Regions from separate parts of the Sus scrofa genome. Here region 2 is linked to region 1. The links are chromatin contacts, called in public promoter capture Hi-C maps. All regions are on one chromosome and are shown on one strand. Each heading gives the region's core, a stretch centred on a gene start, on an enhancer-like site or on the middle of the called end of the contact. The rest is flanking DNA. Distances are from core to core; before and after follow the strand shown. Region 1 holds the start of EIF1AD (probable RNA-binding protein EIF1AD). Region 2 holds the start of RNASEH2C (ribonuclease H2 subunit C).

Region 1 (6,956 bases), core at 1,745-4,244:
TGGTGTAGGCCGGTGGCTACAGCTCTGATTCGACCCCTAGCCTGGGAACCTCCATATGCCACAGGAGCGGCCCAAGAAACAGCAAAAAGACAAAAAAATAAATAAATAAATAAATAATAAAAAATAAAGGTACCTTGAGGGAACTTTAGATGAGCAGTTTCTCTATAATAGAGCTAAATTCACCAACTTTTTGAAATCTTTCCCTACCCTGAAACCATGGAAATCTCACATTACCTCAATTTCTGTATTTATCACCTGTCATTTCTCTCTTCACTAGACTGTAAAGCTGAGAAAAATTCTGTAAGCAAGTAGTTCCTCAAAGATGCCAGCACTGCATCTGATCCTTACGACCTCATCTCCAGGTGGGAAAACTGAGTCTCGGAAAGGCCAGGACTCTCAGTGTTCATGAGTTTTTACACTACGTTCTGAAGACCACTCTGGCTGCTTCCTAGAGGTAAATCCACACAGGTTTCTCAGCCTCTCTGAGCCTCTAGTTTCCCTGCCAGTGAAAGAGAAATAACTGTTTGTTATTTTAAAAGGAAAAAAATCTGCAGGAGTTCCTGTTGTGGCTCAGTAGGTTAAGGATCCAACACTACAAGCTGCAGTGTAGGTCACAGATGTGGCTTGGAACCAATGTTGCAGTGGCTGTGGTGTAGGCTGGCTATAGCTTTGATTCGACTCCTGGCCTGGGAACTTTCATATGCCACAAGCGTGGCGTTAAAAAAAAAAAAAAAAATCTGCAAAGATCTTAGCTGTAGACCCCGTTCACCTTAAACAATCAACAACTAACAGGTCAGAGTTCCCACTGTGACTCAGCGGTAACAAACCCAACTGGTAGCCATGAGGCTGTGGGTTCAGTCCCTGGCTTCACTCAGTGGGTTAAGGATCCTGCGTTACCATGAGCTGTTGTGTAGACTGGCAGCTGTAGCTCGGATTCAACTACTAGCCTGGGAATGTCCATATGCCATGGGTGTGGCCCTAAAAGACAGAAACAAAAAAACACAGAACAGGACAAATATGCACCAAATAGAAGCCTAACTCACATTACCTGAATTTCTGTATTTATCACCTGTCACTTCTCTCTTCACTAGACTGTAAAGCTGAGAAAAATTCACCCACCCACACCCCCGCTGCTCCCGCCTAAGCCTAAGAGAACAGGGCAGATTGCAAAAACCCTGTCCACTCCTACCGGAGGCCAGGAGAGCACATGACGATTATCAGGTAAACCCTCGCCCACATCTGGTCCACCCTTTTCCTGGCAGCGCTGACTCCAACTGTCTTCCACCAGGTGCTGCCTAGCCCAGCTGACCACGCTGACATCTGGAACACCCCAGCCCACCTGGACCCCAGGAAGGGATCAACCCACACCCTCTCCCACATCACTAAGGGATTGAGACACTCCGAGGCACCTGGCCCAAGGCCCACGTGGCCAGGATGGCTGCCCTCTGGAGCCAGAAGCTGCCGGTTTCGACGTGCACTGATAAGGAGTGTGGCAAACCTGGCCGGGCCCTGGGGAACAGGGAGCTCCCAGCCCACCTGCTTTCCATGGACAGAGCCCAGGCATGAAGGCCACTGACTTTATTGATTTAGAAAACTTTACAAGGACAGGAACTGTTCTGCCAAAAAGAGGGCCAAACATGGCATAAAACAGATCAGAAGTGAGGGTAGGGGTAAGGGCCAGGACCAGGAATTCACTCAGAAAAGCTGGTAATTGCTGACATGAAACTGGCAAGGAAAGGAGAAGGGAGATGCATGCAAGTGTGAGAATTCCAAAAAAGGTGACATGGTGAGGGGAGAGAACTCCCAAAAGATGCTGGAGTACGTTGGAAGTGCACACAACAGCAATCTTTTCCTTTGTAGAGGATGGGGGAGGAGTCCTGGCTTGGCTGCAAACTCTGGAGACTCAATGCTGGGGCTTGGGGTCGGGGGCTCCCCGGAGGGCATCACAAGAAGGCATCACACCACTCCCGGAGGCACCCGAAGCAGTCCCGCGACTGCTTGGCATTGGCGCCACACGTGTCCTTCAGCCATTCCCGGAAGAGGTCTTCATCTTTCTTGAGCACCAGAAACTGGCCAAGGACCACATAGGCCTGCAAGACAGGCAGAGGGAAGGGCATGCTGCTAGGTGCTCTGCGGACCAGGAACGAGGCCCTCAGCCTAGGAAGCAGGGCCGGCTCTGGCTAGCCCTGCAGAATACATGCCACTGCCCACCCCCAACGGGTCCACTCACTCTCCTCCCGCCCCAACTGCCAGGAAAGAGCCCAGCAGGCCATCCTCAGCCCTCCCCAGCTGCACGCAGCCACCCCACACCTTGTCAAAGCCCCTTTCCTCCAGCTTCTTGCCCAGTACGTCACCAATCCCGGCCAGGCTTCCCACTGGCTTTTCCCCCATGGGCTCTGCCACGAAATCTCGGTGCTTTTGGGAAGTTGTCATCTTGATCAAGCTTAACCTGAGAATCCCAAGAAAAGGCAGGTTAGGGCTGAAAACCCGGGAACTCCTGAGGGCCCACTACCAATCTCACAGTTAAGAGGACGCTCGACCAGTCATCGCAGAAGCTTACTCGCTTCTCCCCCCACTTCACGGACGAAAAAAGCGAAGCCTAAGGAGTCTTTTCCTCACTATTCAAAAGAGAAATCTCTTCCACTCCTTGCAGGAGCTGGTTTCGGTACCACCCCAGAGGCAACACTATCTTGCTCTAACAGGTGGCGCACGCAGAGCAGAGTCAAGATTCCAAGAGTCTGTCAGGACCCAGGGCTCGCCCTGAAATTGTCACTCCTCGGTGACCTTGGCTGGGCCCAAGTGGCACTGACCCTGCCTGCAACGGCTACCTGGCCCGTAAAGCAAATGAAGGACTCTGTCCCACCCGGCCCGCCAGCTAATCACAAAGCAGAAGCGAAGCGGCTTCTCCAGCCCGGCGGGCTGCACGCCAGGGCTCCCGCCGCGCCCCACGCCGCCGGCCCCGCCCCCAGCGCGCCGCGCCCCGCCCCCTCCCCGCGCCTCTGCGCTCGCGCGCCGCGCCCCGGCCGATCCCTCTCCGAGGGCGCATCCTCTGGCCCGCCGCAGTGCTTGAGGCGCCTTTCCCCTTCTCTTCCCCGCGCCTCCGCCAGTCTCCAGCTTGGGCCCTGCACCGCGGCTCGCACTCACCCGCAGCTCCGGTTCCCGTAACGGCCTCTCCCGCCACCCGGCCGCTCCTGCGGATGCCTCGACCCGCTAGAACTTTCGCCCCACTTCCGCTTCCGGGTCGCCTCAAGAGCCGCCTTAAAAAAAAACCCAAAATTACATTGGGCACCTCTAGCCGCGTGAAGTCATAGAGTTGAGATTGGGCCGGGGTTGAGGGGGCGGCGCGCCAGCGTGCGTTTAGGAGGCGCTCCTTTCCGGTTGCTTTGCGGGAAGCCGGGCAGCTTTCTGTGGTCTCACTGCTCGGGAAATATTTCCGGTCTGAGGGAGCAGAGGCCTGGGAGGAGAAAACTTTATTTCTCGGCGGCGCGACATTTGGAACTTAAGGATTAAACGTGGCCTACTTGGTGGTGGGAAGAATTAGAGGAGCGGACAAGGAGGGAGGTGTGGCTGGGAGGCTTCCGAGAGAGCGCCGGAAGTAAGGGGTTTCCTCGGGCCGGCGCGTGCTGTCTTCCTCGCCGTCCGGCTTGTAAGAGACTTGAGTCCAAGGGGTCTTCACCGGCGCGACCGCCGGCAAGTCCATTTTCTGTGCGCTCGTTGACTCAGCTACAAAGCGAGTCGTTGACGAGACGTGTTCAGCGTCCAGCCTGGAGAACGGGGTCGTTCCGCTTCAGGCATCGCCCGTGGGATCCGAGGGCCAGAGAGTAAGTTTGGGTTTCTCTCACTGAGCGTCTTTCCTTCGGGGTAGGAAGGGAGGAGGGCAGGCAGGGGACGGCAACTAGAGATGACACTTCGGCGTTTCCTTTGGAAACCGGCCGTCTTCTGTGTGCGCATCAGTCCTCGTCTTCTCAGTACCCAAATCATAAACAGCAGATGCCAAAGACCATGTCGGCCGGCCCTGACCTTAGTTAACTTGTTCCTAACTTGAATTCTTCTCCCTGGTCCATGTCTGTGGTATGTTGAGAGATTGAGCATCTGTTTGTGTGGCTGTGCTACGCTTGGGATGTACAGGCATACCGAAGAAGAGTTTATGTGATTCTTTCTCCCCCTGGTTGCCAGAATGACTTGTTTTCCTGAAACCCGTGTTTAGTTTTTACCGTTGTATTTTTAAATTTGTTTATTTGTTTTGGCCGTGCCTGCAGCACATGGAAGTTCCCGGCTCAGAGATTGATTCTGTGCCACAGCAGCAACCTGAGCCCCTGCAGTGAGAATGCCAGATCCTTAACCTGCTATGCCACAGGAGAACTCTTGTCACACGAGTTGTTTTTACGTGCTTTACAGTGCTAAGTGCTTTGCTTATGCTCATTCTTAGAGCAGTGCTCTAAGTTAGCTATTGTTTTTCTCTGAAGTCTAGAGAAATTGAACAGTCATGAAATACCCAAGGTGGGATTTGAATGCAAGTAGTTCTCCTTAACCTGACACTGTGTCCTCCCCAGTAAAAGGTCCCTCCCCATCTTTAGAATAGTCCTTCTGAGACTGCCATCCAAGAAACTCAGGGAGAGGAGCTGACAGTCTCTGCATCCCTCACCCCCACCCTGGGACAGGACCCAACAACATGTCTCAGGCCACCAAGAGGAAGCACGTGGTGAAGGAGGTGCTGGGGGAGCACATGGTGCCCTCCGACCGGCAGCAGATCGTCAGGGTGAGTGGCACTGGGGTGGGGACAGGGTGACTGTAGCTCAGCAAGGGTTGCAGCTGGCTGATAATGCTGACTGGTACTTGGTCTCTTCTGGACCAGGTGCTCAGGACCCCAGGGAACAATCTGCATGAGGTGGAGACAGCCCAGGGGCAGCACTTCCTGGTGAGCATGCCCTCCAAATACCGCAAGAACATCTGGATCAAGAGAGGTGAGAGAGGCAGCCCTTTAGGAGACCAATTCTGATAGCCTTGGCTTCCCTCTCTGCCAGCAGGGCTGACTTCCCTTTTCCTTTTCTCTGTCTGTAGGGGACTTTCTCATTGTTGACCCTATTGAAGAGGGAGAGAAAGTGAAGGCCGAGATCTCCTTTGTGCTCTGCAGAAATCATGTGCGCGCTCTACAGAAGGAAGGGCTCTGGTAGGGTGAGCCCCTTGGTCACTGGCTGCATGGCTTCTGAGGGACCGACTTCCTAGCACTGGAATTGGGGGGAGGGGAGGTCCCAGTGTCCCAGGCTGGATCAGCTGGAAATAGCTTTTTTGCCCAGAGGTTTCTCTGTCCTTTCTGACCTTGGCTCTTCTCTTGGCACAGGCCACAGGCCTTCTCCGAAGTGGCTGAGAAACACGATGATAACAGTAACAGGTGAGGCACAAGTCTCAGAGCAGGAAGCCAGAAAATGGGGCTTCTGGCTGTGGTGCCCTGAGGGAAAATAGAGCCTTCCTCCCTTCCTATGCAGGGGCCGTGGCAAGCGCTTTTACATATGTGGTTATGCACATGGCTGGAAAGTCATGTCTTCTTCAAATCCTGGCTTTGTCAGTTCTGAGTAACTTTAAGCAGGTTAATCTCTTAAGCCTGATGTCATTGCCTGTAAAAATGGGAGCTTTGTAAGAATTACAGAGGCTGTTGGTTCTAAAAGTGCTTAGTATACTATCTGGTAAGCAACGTGGGTTCATTGAGTGTTAGTTGGAGTTGATATTATTAAAATTAGTAGCTCTAGGAGTTTCTTGGTGGTACAGGAGGTTAAGGATCCAGCGTTGTCACTCTAACGGCTTATGTTCCATTCCTGGCCCAGGAACGTCCAAATGCTGCAGATGCAGCCAAAGAATATGTGTATGTATGTATATTAGTAGCTCTAGAAACCTTTATTTAGGCTTGGGGGTGGAGAGGTAGTTATTAGCCTGTTTCGCTCTGATTCGCTCCCTGTTTGACTCATCAAGCCACATGGTCCTCCTTTTTGTGGCGCTCCTTGATAGAAGGTCTGGTTTTCCTAGAAGGCATTGGGCTAACTCTGTCCATTTCCCTCACGCAGACAGACTCAGCCAGAACTCCCAGCTGAGCCACGGTTGTCAGAAGACAAGTCCAGCTCTGAAGATGATTCTGACCTTTTTGTTAACACCAACCGCAGACAGTATCATGAGAGTGAGGAGGAGAGCGAAGAGGAGGAGGCAGCCTGAGACCCCGGACCCACTTCTCCTCTGGCTGAGACTCGCCCTTGGATCCTCTGAGCTTGGACATTCCCAGGGTGCTTTGCAGATCTTTCCCCCTGGATGGGGACAAGGCAGGGCCCCTCTCTGAACTGACCTTCTGACATGGGAGAATTAAACCCCTGGTGGGTGGTGACTTAAGCTGGTGTCAGAGTGGCTCTCTGGAGGGAGGAGGGACATGTGGGTAAAAACGGCCCCTTTGGGAGTTCTCTGATGGCCTAGCTGGTTAAGAATCGGACCTCACTTCTGTGGCCCAAATCACGGCTGTTGGGCGACTTTGATCCCTGGCCTGGGAACTTCAGCTTGTTGCGGGCAAAGCCGAAAAAACCCAAACTGCTCTTTGGTGGTAACCTCATGGGCAGGAATGGCTGGAATCTTTCCTAGGTTTCCTCCGCTCACTGGGCTCTTAGTAAGTGCCAGGCCTGCATGTGCTTAAGAACTGGGAGTGTCCCCTTCCCCCATTGCCTGCTTGCAGTTAATGGCAGTGTAGGCATTCAGGATCACAGTGGGACTTGGTGCCCACCTGCCTCCAAGAGACACTCAGGGAGAGTTTCACAGTGCCTCGCAAGCTGCTTTCCCCGGCTTTCTAGTCACATGATGCAGGAGTGCCCACTTCCCTGCTGCTGTGTACGTCTCCTGGTTGGTGGTTTCTTTGGCTACTCCAACCATCACTGCTCAGTCCCCTTGCAAACCACATCATCCCATTTCTCCTTGGAAGGTTT
Region 2 (6,956 bases), core at 3,128-5,627, 230 kb after region 1:
AGTGGGTTAAGGATCTGGCATTGCTGCGAGCTGTGGTGTAGGTCACAGACATGGTTCAGATCTGGTGTTGCTGTGGCTGGCAGCTGTAGCTCCAATTTGACTCCTAGCTTAGGAACTTGCTTATGCCACAGGTGTGGTCTTAAAAAAAGAGAGAGAGTAAACAATGGAAAAATAAACTAAAATATTTAAAAGTGGGTTTTTGTTTTTTGGTCTTTTGTCCTTTTAGGGTCATACCCACAGCATATGGAGGTTCCCAGGCTAGCAAATGAATCCGAGCTGTTGCTGCTAGAGCCACAGCAACGCCAGATCCGAGCCACATCTGCGACCTACACCACAGCTCACAGCAACGCCGGATCCTTAACCCACCGAGAGAGGCCAGGGATGGAACCCACAACCTCATGGTTCCTAGTCGGATTGTTTCTGCTGCGACATGACGGTAACTCCTAAAAGTTTACTTAGGGCAGGAAAAAACAGGTTGGAGGGACCAGGGATAGACATAAGTTTCTCTAAGTACATCTACTTTTTTTTTTTTTTTTTGGCCCCACTTATAGCATTGGAAGTTCCCAGGCCAGGGATTGAAGCCACACCACAGCTACGATCTAAGCCACAGCAGTGACAACACCAGATCCTTAACCCATTGTATCACCAAGGGAACTCCTACTAAATCTCTTACTTTGTAGTTTGACTTTGGAAACATGTAAATAATCTCATAAAACAAAGTGATTTTAAAAGCTATCTTGAGGAGTTCCCTGGTGGCTCAACAGGTTAAGCATCCTGCTGTGGCTCGGGTCACTGCTTCGGCGAGGGTTTAATCCCTGGCCCAGGAACTTCCTCATACTTTGGGCACAGGCAAAAAACAAAAAGCTATATTGAAAAGTCAAAAGGGAAGTGAAACAAATGACCTTAACTTGTATGCAACTGGGTAGCATAACCATAGAACTGAAAACGAGTAAATTATGCACCCCAGTGGAATATACTTTAAGGACAAAAAGAACTCCAAAAATTTTATACTATTTTCTAAAATTCATTTTATTTTATTTTTCTTTTTTAGCTTCTCCCACTGCATGTAGAAGTTCCTGGGCCAGGAATCAAGCCCACGCCACAGCAGTGACCTAAGCTGCTGCAATGACAACGCTGGATCCTTAACCCACTGCACCAAGGGAATTCCCTATTTTCTCTTTAAAAGAGAAAAATACATATATCTTAGCTTTGTCCACTGAAAACATCTAGAAACTGAAAACAACTAGAAACAATCTAGCAGTCATGAGCACATCTAGTGTCAAAATGAATTCATAAATATCCCTTCCTTGTAAAAAAGGAACTGTAGATCTTTGGAGAATCCTTGGATGATTCCAAGTCTGAAGCAGGAACTTTTTAAGATGACTCAGGAATTATCCTGTGGTTCTGGAAAACAAGGAAAGCTATAAGAGACTACTAGGGTCACATCAAAAGACTCAGGACCTCATTTGAAGAGGTTTCCACTAGAAAAAGATGGGACAATTTCAGGAACACAACTGGAGTTCCCATCGTGGCGCAGTGGTTAACGAATCCAACTAGGAGCCATGAGGTTGCGGGTTTGATCCCTGGCCTTGCTCAGTGGGTTGAGGATCTGGCATTGCCGTGAGCTGTGGTGTAGGTCGTAGACTCGGCTCGGATCCTGCATTGCTGTGGCTCTGGTGTAGGCTGGCAACTACAGCTCTGATTAGACCCCTAGCCTGAGAATCTCCATATGCCACGAGTGTGGCCCTAGAAAAGACCAAAAAAAATAAGAATAAACACAACCGAAACATTCAAAAGGTTAAAAAAATTCATTATTTAATAGTGATACTTTTTTTTTAAAGGTCGCCATTGGAACATGCCAGGGAAAAAATTTCAAAAACAGAAATACAAAGAAAGTGTCAAGCAATTATTTTGCCTTTCTTATGCTCACTGTACCAATGGACAACCAAAGAGTTGGTGAGCATTTTCTTTATAGAAGTATTACAGTAAATAAAGATAAATAGAATATCCGTTTTGTAACTCCTAATGAACACCCAGCTTTGTATGAGTCTGTTCTATGAGACTACTTATCAAAATATATCAAAATTGGGTATCTGAACAAACAAACATTAGAGAAGAGTTAAGAAATCAAAAAAGAACGAGTACTGCAAAAACTAAAGACATAAAAACAAAAGGCTGAGGAGTTCCCTTTGTGGCACAGCAGGAACAATGAGGTTTTGGGTTCGATCCCTGGCCTCACTCAGTAGGTTAAGGATCCTGCATTGCTGTGGCTGTGGTGTAGGCTGGCAGCTGCAACTCCAATTAGACTCCTAGCCTGGGAACCTCCATGCCAGGGTAAGGCCCTAAAAAACTAAACTAAACTAAACTAATAAAATAAAAATAAAAGGCTGATAAATTTGACTACAAAAAAAAAAAGTCTTCTGTGTAACAAAAATGACCTATACACAGGTTTGGAAGACAAATGGCAAACTTGGATAAAACATCTTCAACACATTCAAGGAAGGGTCAAAGGATTAAGTAGGTTAAACACACACACTCCCCCAGAAAAGCTCTACCAAGTAATATAAAAAGTGTACTCTTAGGAATCATTTTAATCTTTTTTTTTTTGGCTTTTTGCCTTTTCTAGGGCCACTCCCGGGGCATATGGAGGTTCCCAGGCTAGGGGGTCTAATCGGAGCCGTAGCCACTGGTCTACGCCACAGCAACGCAGGATCTGAGCCACATCTGTGACCTACACCATAGCTCAGGGCAACGCCGGATCCTTGACCCACAGAGCGAGGCCAGGAATCGAACCCGAAACCTCATGGTTTCTAGTCGGATTCATTAACCACTGCACCACAACAGGAACTCAAGGAATCGTTTTAATCTTTTAAAGTTTTTTGTTTTAATTTTTTACACTAAGAATATACCATTGGGGGGAAAACTCAAGGAAAAAATCTAGAACCCACTGCACCTGGCGTGGATTGAACCTGCATCCTGGCACTGCAGAGACGCTACCAATCCTATTGAACCACAGAGAGAATTCCAGAGCTCACTTCTTCTAAGGGCACTAATTCCACCCTGAGGCTCCATTCCCTTTGGGCTGCCTGCAGGAAGTCCTTAGCACTTATTGGACACGTGTCGGCTGTTACTTTTTGACTTTTCGTAGCTGAATGGAACACATTAAGAATTCTTTCCAGGGAGGAGTTCCCTTCGTGGCTCAGTGGCTAACGAACCCAACTAGGTTCCATGAGGATCTGGGTTCAATCCCTGGCCTCGTTCAGTGGGTTAAGGATCTGGCGCATTGCCTTGAGCTGTCGTGTAGGTCACAGATGTTGCTCAGATCCCATGTTGCCGTGGCTGTGGCTTAAGCTGGCAGCTGCAGCTCCAATTCGACCCCTAGCCTGGGAACCTCCATATGCCACAGGTGTGGCCCTAAAAAGCAAAAAAAAAAAAAAAAAAAAAAAAAAAAAATCTAGGGAGAGACAAGATTAAGATGGCAAGATAGCAGAGCAGAAGGACTGGAACTCACCTTCTCTCATGAAAACAACAAAATTACCACCAACTGCTGAACAACCTTCAACAAAATAGACTGGAAACTACCAAAAAAGATATCCTACCCCAAAAGACAAAGAGGAGGCCACATCAAGATATTAGGAAGGGCGATTACTCAATATAAACCTCATACCCATTGGGTGAGCGGCCCACAGACGGGAAAGTAACCATATTGCAGAGGCTCACCCACGGGAGTAAGAGTTCTGAGCCCTACATCAGGTTCCCAACACCTGGGGATCTGGCATTGGGAGGAGGAGCCCAAGGAGCATTTGGCTATGATCCAGCAATCCCACTCTTGGGCATCTATCCAGAGAAAACCATACTTGAAAAGATACATGTAACACAATGTTCATTGCAGCACTACAGACAATATCCAAGACACAGAAGCAGCTTAAAGATCCATCAACGAAGGAGTGGATAAAGATGTGGTACATATACACAATGGAATATTAGCCACAAAAAGGAATGAAAATAATGGCATTTCCAGCAACTTGGATGGACCTAGAAATTACCATGCTAAGAGAAGTTAGACAGTGAGACACTAACATCATATACTATCACTTATACGTGGAATCTAAAAAAGGGGTACAATGAACTTAATAACTGATTCACAGACTTTGAAAAACTTACGGTTACCAAAGGCCTCAGGTTGGGATGGAATCTGGGTTTGGGATGCAAATGTTCTAAAATTAGGTTATGATGGTCGCACAACTACAATTATAATAAAATTCATTGAATCCTTAAAAAGAAAAAAAATCTAGGACCTGAACACCGGTGGACAAGATTGCAGAAGCCTCAAAGAGGGACTACGCTTCCCAGGAAGCTCTGGGCTGAGAGTCCCGGGCCTCCCGACAGGCTCTGCGCGCTTCACGCGCCAGCTTCGGCCTTAGCCAGCGAGCGGCGGGGTGCGGCCGAGCCATGGAGAGCAGCGACGAGGAGTCGGTGCACAGGCGCCGCGTGCACCTGCGCCCTTTTACGCTGCGCAGTCCCGCCCCCGTCACGCTGCACCTTCTGCCCTGCGAGGTCCCGGTTAGCCGGCCCGCCCCGGTGGGGCGCTTCTTCACCCCAGCCATCCGCCAGGGTCCCTACGGTGAGCGCTCGCGGCGGGACTACGGCTCCCGGCAGCCCCCGCGCCGGCGTCGGGCTCTCCTCGGCAAGGAGCGGCGCGAGGGCTCCCGGGGCTCGTGGTCCACCGGAGGTGGCGGGGACGGCTGCTCCCGGGCTTGCCCCGCTAGGCCTTGCATCAGGCGTCACTGTGGCCCTGCGCCTGCCTCTTCCAGGGCTGGAAGCGTCCTTCCGGGGCCGCAGTCTGCGCGGCGAGGAGGTGGCGGTGCCGCCCGGCCTTGTGGGATACGTGATGACAGAAGAGCAGGGAGAGGTGTCGGTGGGGAAGCAGGACTTCTCGGAGGGGTCGGAGGAGGACCACGAAGTGATGGAATCCCCGGAGACGCTGGAGCGGGACTTCGTGAGCACCGGGGTATAGGGTTGGAAGGGAGTGCAGGCGGGAGCGGCGGCTCGGGTGCTGAGCTGGGACCCTTCCCCAGGACCGCTTTATCGGCGCCACAGCCAGTTTCAGCAGCTTCACCCTGTGGGGCCTGGAGACTATCCCTGGTCCGGATTCCAAAGTGCGTGGGGCCCTAACCTGGCCCAGCCTTGCTGCAGCGGTGAGTGGATGGATGGGCCCTTCCCTCCCAGGCTCCCCTTCAGAGTTGTTTGCTGAATCTTGCCCTTGAGTGGACTTGGGGCTTTGGGGCTGGGGAAAACACTGGGGCAGCATGGCCTCCCACCACTCTTCCCTGTCCTGTCTATGATTCTGAGCAGTTGGATCTCTGCCCTGAGTATCTGGGCCAGCTAGTCACTATACTGCAGCAATCCGATAGTAGGGATGATTTCCTCCTGTTGCAGATTCACGCCCAGGTACCAGAGGACTGAAAACCAGACCTTGAAACTGAAAGCCACTGATCCCTTCACTCCAGTGAACCCCTTCACTTTGGGAGCCTTCGTCACCCCAATAAAGGCGCTCTTCACAGAACCTGTGAGTGTGCCAGTGCTGTCTTCTCCCACAAGAACCTTTCATGGCTCTGGCCCATAGAAACAGTTTATTGCCAGGGGGCAGTGGGGCAAAAGAGGCCAGAATTTTGCAGCCAGTACCTCCCCCCCATTCCTACTTTACAAAAGAAAATTGTACAGCCACCAGCCCCCTGTACAGAGCACCCCACCCCCTATCTCACTGTACACAGCTGCCTGGCTCCCTCTGGTCCCTGGTTCACAGCAGGCCTGGGCCTGCAGCCAGCTGACCTTGGAGTTGACCTGAGCCCTGAGCTCTCCTTGGTGCTAGGCACCAGCTGGCCTTTACCAGGCCTGTCCTCTCCCTGTGGAGCTGTCCTCAGCCCTGTCTCCCCTTGCTGTGCCTCTTGGAGACCCCAGTGGGGGCGGGATAGGCTGTCAGCCCCAGTTCTGCTGGCTTTGCCGGCACTGCTAATGGGCAGTGCCTGGTCACCACTTTCCCCTCTTGCTCCAGTCCTTGGGAGTGAAGTGCAGACACTTGGAGTCGATCCGAAGAAGCCGCTTGAGCATAGCCCGTTCATGCCCGTCCACGATGTCCTCCGACAGTGTGAGGATATACTGGCCCTGGACGGGAGACGGGGCCAGGCAGGTCAGCCCGAGCAGGGCTTGCACGCTGCTCCCCTGCACACACCTGTCTCCCCTGCCTGCCTCCCTACCTTGTAGTAGTTGATGAGGTTGAGGTACTGTAGAGTGGAGATGACGTCCTCCTTCTTGATGCTGGTGATTTCACTGATCTCACTGTGGAGGGGCAAAGACCAGGTTTCCCGGGGCTTCATCTCTGCCCCAGGCTCCCAAGGGCCCGAGGAGTGAGAAAGCCCAGGAATATGCCATGCACCCCTAGGTAGGCAGGGCCAGGCTCACTTGATGGTGATCTGCGGCCTCTCCCCGCTCTCCGACTTCAGCCCCATCAAGATCTCCAGAATGGTCTGGGACCAGTAGCTTCGGTAGGATAGGAGGCCAAGGTCCGAGAGGGGCTTCTCAGGGGTCCCTGTTTTCCCTTCCACTTTGGAGAGTTCATAGCCTAAAGCAATGGAGCAGGAGAGGGTGGGTGAGCGATCCCAGCGTTTTGCCACCCTCTGTTAAGAGCACAGGCTGCAGAGGGAGACTGCCTGGCTCCCACCCTGGGCCTGCCAGGTGGTGGTTCTGTGGCCTGGATGCATGGCTTGTCTGTTCTGTGCCTCAGTTCCTAACAGAGGACCAGTGACCATACTCTTCCGCTGTGTGCTGAGAGGTTCAGGTCCAATCACCTAAGAGCCAGCGAGGGCTTACAGCTGGGGTGGGGGAGTACAGAGGAAGTGGCTTGTGGAAAGAAAGTGGCTCCAGCTTTCCTCTGTCATGCTAGACTCAGCCTGGAC

The links. Promoter capture Hi-C pulls out the DNA fragments that hold promoters and counts their contacts.
Region 2: a promoter capture Hi-C map of liver shows a contact between it and region 1, with 2.1 times the contacts expected there. The contact joins the promoter of RNASEH2C here to the promoter of EIF1AD in region 1. A contact is called at or near these places in 1 of 5 promoter capture datasets (liver) and 1 of 2 datasets of contacts at active chromatin or transcription factors (alveolar macrophages).

The regions. Positions count from the first base shown.
Region 1 is chr2:6,331,888-6,338,843 of Sscrofa11.1, forward strand. EIF1AD (probable RNA-binding protein EIF1AD) reads left to right here and starts at 2,995. Exons shown (of 6, transcript XM_003353773.4): 1 at 2,995-3,821; 2 at 4,578-4,759; 3 at 4,856-4,964; 4 at 5,062-5,170; 5 at 5,342-5,392; 6 at 6,060-6,956. The coding sequence starts at 4,673. The coding sequence ends at 6,204. It overlaps BANF1 (barrier-to-autointegration factor), which reads right to left and starts at 3,439. Exons shown (of 3, transcript XM_005660673.3): 1 at 3,145-3,439; 2 at 2,311-2,449; 3 at 1,564-2,090. The coding sequence starts at 2,433. The coding sequence ends at 1,944. It overlaps LOC106509306 (a long non-coding RNA gene), which reads left to right. Exons shown (of 3, transcript XR_001306720.2): 2 at 278-454; 3 at 1,092-1,410.
Region 2 is chr2:6,558,716-6,565,671 of Sscrofa11.1, forward strand. RNASEH2C (ribonuclease H2 subunit C) reads left to right here and starts at 4,378. Exons shown (of 4, transcript XM_005660692.2): 1 at 4,378-4,624; 2 at 4,815-4,999; 3 at 5,079-5,198; 4 at 5,440-5,566. The coding sequence starts at 4,453. The coding sequence ends at 5,466. It overlaps KAT5 (lysine acetyltransferase 5), which reads right to left. Exons shown (of 14, transcript NM_001243915.1): 12 at 6,463-6,622; 13 at 6,258-6,339; 14 at 5,617-6,165. The coding sequence ends at 6,031.